2 separate regions of the Danio rerio genome follow, and region 2 is linked to region 1. Evidence: chromatin contacts called from public Micro-C data. All regions are on one chromosome and are shown on one strand. Each heading gives the region's core, a stretch centred on a gene start, on an enhancer-like site or on the middle of the called end of the contact. The rest is flanking DNA. Distances are from core to core; before and after follow the strand shown. Region 1 holds the start of stx8 (syntaxin 8). Region 2 holds the start of ntn1a (netrin 1a).

Region 1 (4,552 bases), core at 70-2,569:
TCATTAAGAAAAAAAATTGTCATAAGCTTTAAGAAACTTCTTATTATTATAATTAATAAGCTTAAGAGATTCAATATTGTACGAAATTTCAACAAGGAAAGTATTAAAATAGGTATTGTTTTTAGAAACTTGTTTTTGTGTATAAAAAATTTACAGAGTAACACAAAAAACAAAATTACAATAAGATCGAGAGCATGATCATCATCCAAGAAATACAGAAATATATCTTTTATAGACAAATTTAAATCATGTTTAAAAATGGATGATAAATAAAAAATAATGTAATTCCAAAGATGTTTAATGTGAATGCAACTATAGAATAAGTGAAATAAAGTCTCTTCATGTATATTGCAGAAAGTACACAAATTAGATATATCAAAATAATTAGCAATTTGGGAATTTGTAGGATAAACATTATGCAAGATCTTAAAATGTATCTCTCCTATTTTGTTGGATATGCTGAATTTGTCAGGTAATAACCATAAAATTTACATCTTGGGGTGGTATATACAGAGGAATGTAACAATCGTCTGACATGTCTGTTGTCACATTTTTTATCAAAAAAAGACACTCCATCCAAAAAAAGTTCAGGCATAATTGTTTCCCTCTCATTAAAGTAAACAAAAGTCTTAAATAAATGCACATAACTTTGTGACAAACTCTTTAGAACACAGTTGAAGGATTAAGCTGGCAAAGAGAAGTTATACAATGTCATAAATTATTCATATTCCAAAATATTGCCATCATTTTAAAATAAGTCCAAAACAAAAACAATTCCTCTTTCAAACCACTTATCAATAAAAAGAGATTTCCCACGAGTTAAGACATTAGAGTTATTCCAAAGAATTTCTTTGTGTGGGGAAAAATTGTGCACGTAACACAATTTCCAAGCAAGTAAAGCTTGTTTGTGAAAATTACAGAGGGAAATTGGCAATTTAGAAGGGATTAAATTACATTTTAAAAGAAAGTCTAAGCCACCTAATTTATCAAATATAACATTGGGGATATGGTAGCAAATTGAATTATTACTACGGAGACATCTTTGTAGCCAATTAATTCTAAATGAGCTATGCCTAATTAAATCTTTGAAATTTAAAACCTCTAATCCACCCTCTGAGCGCCTATTAGATGAGACTGATTTTCTAATTTTATGGGTTTTATTCTTCCATATGAAGTTCAATAACACTTTATTTACATAATCAGCAATTTTGTCATTGATAAAAAGAGACATCGCAGGACAAACACAACGAGACATCGGTTACCGTATGAAGTGTGTCTATGAAAGGCCACCGTATGACGTCGTTCCTTAACAGGAAGTGGCACTGCGCAGTTTATGTTGATGTGATTTTGCTGTGAGTTTCTGCTAAAACGCTTTTTGCAAACTCGAAACAAAAGTACCGCAACATGTCAAAAGACCTTTGGTGAGTGCCTATACTATTATTATTTACTGTCATGTTAGATCTGCATGTCAGGACAGTACGTTAGACTTCAGACTTCAACACTATTAATTTAGTGCATCTGTAACTGACAGTCAGATCAGTTTAACTTTAACGCTAGACTAATTTATCTATTTTTTTTTCTACTCCCCAGGGCTCATTTTACCCTATACTTTAATTGATCAATTATGTTTTCGTTCACATATTGCTGTTTTTACGCGTCTTGTAAAGGTTGCCAAGCCGGTTAGCTGACATTTGATTGTCACATGATTGTGTTGATGACAACCTTGTGATTTAAATAACTGGAAACCCTTATCTCATGATCCCCATTGGAAGATTTTGATAAGTGTAATCTGTGTTTTGTTTACAGGTTAGAAAATTATGATGCAGCTTGTAGGCTGGCTCAAGAAATTGCAGAAAACATCCATGAAAGAAACAGACAGCAGAGGACTGGAGGAAACCCAGCCAAGGCAAGGCAGGATTTGATTGTTTACATCAGGGGTCTCAAACTCAATGGCGGGGGGCCATATTAGTGACTGACGATTCATATGAAGCACAAGAAAAAAGTGGAAATCTGATGTAATACATTCTTACACTCATACATTCTTCCCCAGTTTATCAAAACTCCTTTTAGTTTCTCGTTGTATATGTTGAAGGGGTTGTTTAAATTGTTATGAAAATACCACATTATATAAGCATAATAATCATAATTATGTCCCAATCAATTGTTGCTTTACCAGATGTTTAACCGATAGCGTAAAACATCAGAAAAGAGTTTGAATAACTTTGTTGATTGTACTGGCAATTGTTCTTCTCAATGTCCTTCTTTTTTTTTTAAACTACAAGAGAGGAAACGTTTTTATGTATGTATTCACGTTTACTTTAACATGTGCAATTTAGCCAGCAGTAAAATTTTACTAATGCACATTTTTTATACAATTCTTAATATGCATATTAGAAAAATATATTAAGGATACATTTTTGAATTGAATATTAGCAAAATAATCATATTTACACTACTAACATAACGTGTAAGCCTTGAAGAGGTGTTTGTAAAAATAGAGCACGTACAGACATATGTTTCAACTTTTACATTAGCCCCAGAAATAATCTGCATGTGCATTACTCTCAACTGCACACTGAGAGAAACAGAAAGTAACCTGCATATATTGTACAGTACTTTAAATGTCCTGTAGGTGGGGGTCAAAAACATAAGAGGCTATATGCAACTGCACAAAGATAGTGACTCTAAAAAAATATATTTTTTTGTTGGGCCGAATCTCATTATATTTTTCATGTCAATTTCGGGCTGAAAGAAAAAGGAGGAGGGTGGCCACAAATGGCCCACAGCCAGGCAGTTTGAGACCCCTGGTTTACATGAGATAGTTAACCAATCTTTTACACAATATAATAATCTCTCTTGTTGCTTTTCCATCCATGTAGATCAACATGACCCTGAGAGCATCATTACAGAAGCTAAAACAGAATATAGCACAACTCAGAGAGACTCTGAATCGAGCAGCTGTTCAACGCCATATGTATCCTTTCATTTACTTGACTGCACTTTCATTTCACAGAGGCCAAAGCGCCTTACAATTGAGGAATCATTCAGCGATTGAAGAAGCAATACAGTCAAGGAGTGCCAGTAATACAAAGGGACTGTTTGTGGCCAGAGAATTAAGTGCCAGCATTAGGAGGAGGGAGTTTATTTTTCTTTTTTTGAGAGAGAGTGAAAGGTGTTTTTACAGGTACTACATGTATAGTGTTTTTTGGAGTGATTATAAGAACCTGCTTTGTGCAAATGTGCAAAAACTGATGCAAGTGTTGTTTAAAGTGTCAGAGAGATGAAAGAGCATGTTTTCTACATGTGGTTTGTTAAGCCCACTCACCTGTGTGAGGCAAACTTCATGAATGCATAGTTTTTTTTTAAAGATATGAAGTGATTGTAAAAATGTGCCTTGAGCAAATGTGTAAACTGATGCAAGTGTTGTTTAAAGTGTCAGAGAGATGAAGGAGTGTGTTTTCTACTGGTGGTTTGTCAAGCCCACTCACCTGTGTGAGGCACACTTCATGAATGTATAGTGTTTTTTTTTAAGATATGGAGTGATTGAAAGAATGTGCCAGGTGCAAATGTGCAAACTGATGCAAGTGTTGTTTAAAGTGTCAGAGAGATGAAAGAGTGTGTTTTCTACATGTGGTTTGTTAGGCCCACTTACCTATGTGAGGCAAACTTTATGAATGCATAGTTTTTTTTAAAGATATGAAGTAATAGTAAGAATGTGCCTGGTGCAAATGTGCAAACTGATGCATGTGGTGTTTAAAGTGTCAGAGAGATGAAAGAGCGTGTTTTCTACAGGTGGTTTGTTAAGCCCACTTACCTGTGTGAGGCACACTTCATGAATGCATAGTTTTTTTTAAAGATATGAAGTGATTGTAAGAACGTGCCTGGTGCAAATGTGCAAACTGATTGAAGTGTCGGTTAGGGTTAGGTGTCAGAGAGATGAAAGACTGTGTTTTCTACAGGTGGTTTGTCAAGCCCATTCACTTGTATGAATCACACTCAGAATTGACTATGTTTTGGGGTTGTCCTGTAGTTCTGTGTAGTTGCTTCACAAAACCAAGAAAGTTGAATCCAGCAATTAGGATTATAATGACTTCTTTATGATTGTTTGTTTTGCAGTATCATTGAGAACTAAGATTTTCTAAATTAGTTTGAATCCTATATGCTGTTTTTTTCTCCTGAAAAAACATAAAATCAGACATTTGAATAAATTATTATTATCATTTTCAAAATGAATTTCATATCTAGACAATGAAAGAAGTCCTATTTTTAGTTTAGTGTGATATAACAACATTATAGGAATGACCCCCTAAAAGGCAAGACATGTCTTGTACCATTGATATCCATTGATATCTCCAGTGATATCAAAAGACAAGTAAACCCAGTAAACACCTCAATGGTGATGTGAACTACATGTCCAGAACATGAACACAATATTGCATAGGTTGCACTTTATTTTACAGTAATCATCTTGTACTTTCAGTGTACTTGCCAAGGAAAATCCTGGGTCATATAAGTTATCTACATAGGTTAAGGTGAGTTCCAGTAGTACTTT
Region 2 (4,562 bases), core at 1,214-3,713, 230 kb after region 1:
TTTTTCCCCTCTAAACATGATTCGAAATAAAGCAATTTTATTCAAGAGTATTTTTAAAAAGAAATAATCATCAATAAATGTGTCCAATTTTATTTGTAATTTTATTTTAAGGAATAACACGAAATGTTTCTTGGGTTTTTATCACAATGCTCTTTAGACGACAAAATATGTCGTGTTTGTCTTTCTTGCTGTGACACCTGTTAATTGTTTTAATGCTAACGCATATCATGATATCTTTGCCCCTAAATTAATAATAGTCACTACTGATATCATTTAAACATTATTATTTAAGTAGACTACAGAACGATATCTCGTGTGTTGCGAACTAAAAAAACAAGCCATGGACAGGCGACAAATTCTTGTTTCCTTAATATTTACGCTTTGATAAAATGAGGTGAGCATTAAACATTTAAGCTATATACAGGATTATTACATTTCCATATTAATGTTTATTTTTGTAATGAAAACCAAAATTTTGCAAGGCATAAAAATCGTTAGGAAGTTAATTTGTAGATTTGTTAATTATGTCCTTATTTTATGCTTTCAAACCAAAAGCTCTTCGAAGTCAAAATTGGTGAAAATCTTTTCTAAATGTTTGAGAAATAGTAATGGAGACTGTCGGTACCTGGCTGCTAAACTCCAATCATATTTTAAGTCCTACATGTTTAGATTTTTTTTCTTTATCTTTCTCCAAACCATTGCGCAAATGCTTCATAAATCTGTCACTTGAACATTGCTATACTGTAATGGTCCTGAAAGTTCACTTCAAGCAAAATGCTTGCGTTTAAAAAGAAAACACCCGCACTTTTGACTTGGCAGTCATGGCTGGTTTCTAACTCATCTCAAACAAATTGCACATGCGACAAAACGATATGTCTTTGGTGAAATGTTCTCGCCGTAGGCGCTTTCCAGAGATGATGCAGATATAAATGATGGACTTACCGACACATTCGTTGGCTTCTCTGGCGGTTGCGCGCTGCCAGGGTCGGTCATAGTGAAAAGGTTTGCATCTGTCACACTCTGGTCCGGCTGTGTTGTGCTTGCACTCGCACACTAGGTTTCCATCCCGGTCTTTGACGCACCGTGATGCGTGTCCATTACACTTACATCTGCCTCCAACCTGCAGGTCGGAAACTGCGTAAAAATAGGAATCTCTGGCCAGCTCCGAGTCATCCTCGTTTTCGTCTCCGAAAGTGTGCAGGCGGCTGAAAGTCACCTTAATGTCAGTGGCGGTCACCCAGTCCTGAAGTACGGGTGAATTGTCAAAGTCGTGCGCGGAGGGTCGCCCGTCCAGGGTGCTGAACGCGATCAGCCCGCCGGAGAGAGGATGCATGTCGGTGTGAGAATCTGTGCAGATGGCCTCTTGCTCGTTCTGCTTAGTAATCGTGGCTTTGCTGGGCTTGTTGTACATCTTTCTACACTGGGTCGAGTAGTACTGGAAAGGCACCCAGGACTTTCCGTAGTCCATCGATTTAAAGATCGCCATAGACTCCGGTCGAGGTGAGCAGAACTGCAAACTCACGTAGGTCACCTCAAATTTCTTGCCCAAGGATAAAGTTAAAGTGACGTTTTGAGGATACTGGAGGTAATTGTCCGACTGCCAGCAGGTGAGATTGTGAGGATTGTTCAGGTCGGTCAGGTAAGCTGGTGGGTGATTCTTCTTTGGGTCTGACGCGTCGCACGTGTGGCAGTTTCTGTGTCTTTCGTCCCCTTTCTCGGTCACCACGCAGTAACGACTCGGCGTTTTGCCGCAGGTGCTGGACGCGCGTACTTCTTTCCCGAACGCCGCGTTTACGAAGTCGGGGATGCATCTTCTGGGGTGTCCGTTCTCGTCGTAACACGGATCCGGCGGGGAGGTCTGAGCGGCGAACATGCTCATTCCATATCCGCCGACAGTCCCTTTGAGCACACAGCAGAGAGTCACCAAAGTGACCAAAGCATCAGAGACTCTCAACATCCTCGCGCGCCTTCCTCAGCCTCTCCTGTGCTGAAACACAGCTGTGCGTCCTAGTGAGAAGATGCGTTCCCGTCTGCAGATTTTACAAGGATATCAAATCAGTTGGCAGTCTGAGCTTGATCAGTCCACAGCCGCTGGGTTCAAACCGATGCCAGATAAAAACTAATGTGAATCCGAATCTGTCTCCAACACATGGGCAAACTCTGGATACCTGATTTAAAAACACTACAATAAATACGCGTTCGCAATTAAAGAAATCTCCACACAGGTCACAGTATCACCGTCAAACAGTTCAGCAAAAGCAGAAAAGTAACAAAAAAATTAAAAAATCTCAGTTCGCGCTAGCTCTCTTTTTCCTTGAGTACATCGGACACGCGCTTTCACCTGTCTGGTTCTTGAATCTCTGCGCATGTAGAGGATATAAGCAGATCCCGTTAGTTTGAGCTCTAGTGTGATAGGAGACACTCACTTTGCCCCCCTCTCTCCCTCGCTCGCCGTATATGCTCTATTGAGAAAGGCGCCGGACGGGTCTTTACGCTGGGCTTTGCGCTCATTCATCTCTAGCAGTGACATTCGAGAGAACAACGACATCCACTGGTAGATTATCAATAAAACCAGTGCCGAATTATAATTGAATTCAGTATATTAGAGATTCAATGATACATTATATAATATAACTTCAGTTAGTATGTCCCGAAGGCATATTTAAGTAGAGAAGAAGATAAAACATTACTATGAGTGCAACAATGCATATCACCAAAATTGCACAAAACAAAACATAATTTTTCATCTGAGCGATGGTTATTGTGGACAAATAATTTAGTTATTATTAATAAGTTTAGTTTTATTTTAACAAACGTTTCGGCTTATTTTAACAGCACCCAGAAATGACTTTCATCAACATAAAACTTTATATATTAAGTGTTAGATCACATATTGATTTGGTTTAAATCTTTATGAGGACTTGTATGTAACACTTGTATTGCTTTTACAGCCTATAATAAATTAATTAAATGCTGATACTTACTTTTTTTCAATACACTTCTATACAGCTTAAAATAACATTTAAAGACTTAACTAGGTTAATTTAGTTAACTAGGCAGGTTGGAGTAATTAGACAAGTTATTGCATAACGATGGTTTGGTCTGTAGACTATCGAAAAAAAAGTTAGCTTAAAGGGGCGAATAATTTTGACATTAAAATGTTTTTTTTTTTTAATTAAAACTAAAACTGATTTTATACTAGCCAAAAAAACAAAACAAAAAAACAAATGCGAAAATTTGGGAAATATTTAAAAAGGAATTCATTTTTTAAGGGGGTTAAATCTGACTTCAACTGTATATATATATATATCAGCATTCTAAACATTCTATCTAGATCAGGGGTGTCAAACTTCAGAGCAGCAGCTCTGCACAGTTTAGTTCCAACTCTAATTAAACACACCTGATCAAACTAATTGAGCACTTTAGGCTCTTTTGAAACCAACAGGTATGTGTGTTGAAGCAGGGTTGGAACTAAACTATAAGGCTGTGCACTCCAGAAAATGAGTTTGACACCCCTGATCTAGATATTAAGAACTATTGTGACACCACAAACAACTCTGTTGTACAACGCATGCATTTTATATGCATCATGTTTAAAGCCATTACAAAATTATAATTATTATTATTATTATAAACATTAGTGTTATTAATGTTAGTGTATACATTAAATGATACCTGATAATTAAAAATTAATAACCAGGGACTTTATGTTCTGTATTTTGTCCTTTATTATGTTATTAATAATGAATAATTTTAATAATAACCAGTGTTGGGGTAAAATATTGCAAGTAACACAGGTTACGCAATATTACTTGTAATACAGCTCCTCTATTTAATAAAATAAGAAGAACAAAACCTGCAAGTTCTGAAAGAAATCAAGCCTCAGTCAGGTAGGAAAGAGACAAAAGTAACTCAAAAGTAACATAACACATTACTTACCAGAAAGAGTAATGCAAAGTTAGATTTTTGGGGAGTAAATCAATATTATGTTATATTATGCTCAAAAGTAACTTTCACCAACAATGATAATAATAATAATAATAATAAAAATAATAATAATAATATTTTGAGGTTCTCATCTTGGTCCAAAGAAGAAGAAATGTACCAAAGACCTACCTATAAGAGGTTTTTGGCTGCTTATATCCTTAGACCCCCTCCAAGCCAGGGCCCTAATTCAAGTGAATAAGGGAACAAGAGTTATGTAACACATTATAACACATTATGTTATTAAAAAATTTAGAGTTTGATTTGCTAACTAGCAGAAAACACTAACCAGTTACCTTAAAAATACTTTTTTTTTTTTTTTTTAAAGTTACTATGAGAATTTTGAATACATAGTTTATAAAATATACTTAGCATTCAAAAGTCCAAAATTAATCAAAACTCCTGGCAAATTTGATTGGAAATGAGACAGGCTTTTCCCAAAATATATAAGATGATGTACAAGAGGCATCATTGTGGAAAAAGGAATGTTTCTCAGTTCTTATTTAAAGAACAAAAAGTCCATGTCCAAATTTACAGAGTATTTTCAATAATCAACAGAAAAACCTTTATTGGTATTA

The links. Hi-C and Micro-C count contacts between places; a contact is called where the count stands out from the background.
Region 2: a Micro-C map of caudal fin shows a contact between it and region 1, with 8 times the contacts expected there. The contact joins the promoter of ntn1a here to the promoter of stx8 in region 1. A contact is called at or near these places in 5 of 18 Hi-C or Micro-C datasets (caudal fin, embryo, hematopoietic stem cells and 1 more) and 2 of 4 datasets of contacts at active chromatin or transcription factors (caudal fin and embryo).

What each region holds. Positions count from the first base shown.
Region 1 is chr6:25,761,394-25,765,945 of GRCz12tu, forward strand. stx8 (syntaxin 8) reads left to right here and starts at 1,320. Exons shown (of 8, transcript NM_200375.1): 1 at 1,320-1,421; 2 at 1,807-1,906; 3 at 2,880-2,974. The coding sequence starts at 1,405.
Region 2 is chr6:25,991,016-25,995,577 of GRCz12tu, forward strand. It overlaps ntn1a (netrin 1a), which reads right to left and starts at 2,464. Exons shown (of 6, transcript NM_131029.2): 1 at 943-2,464. The coding sequence starts at 1,957.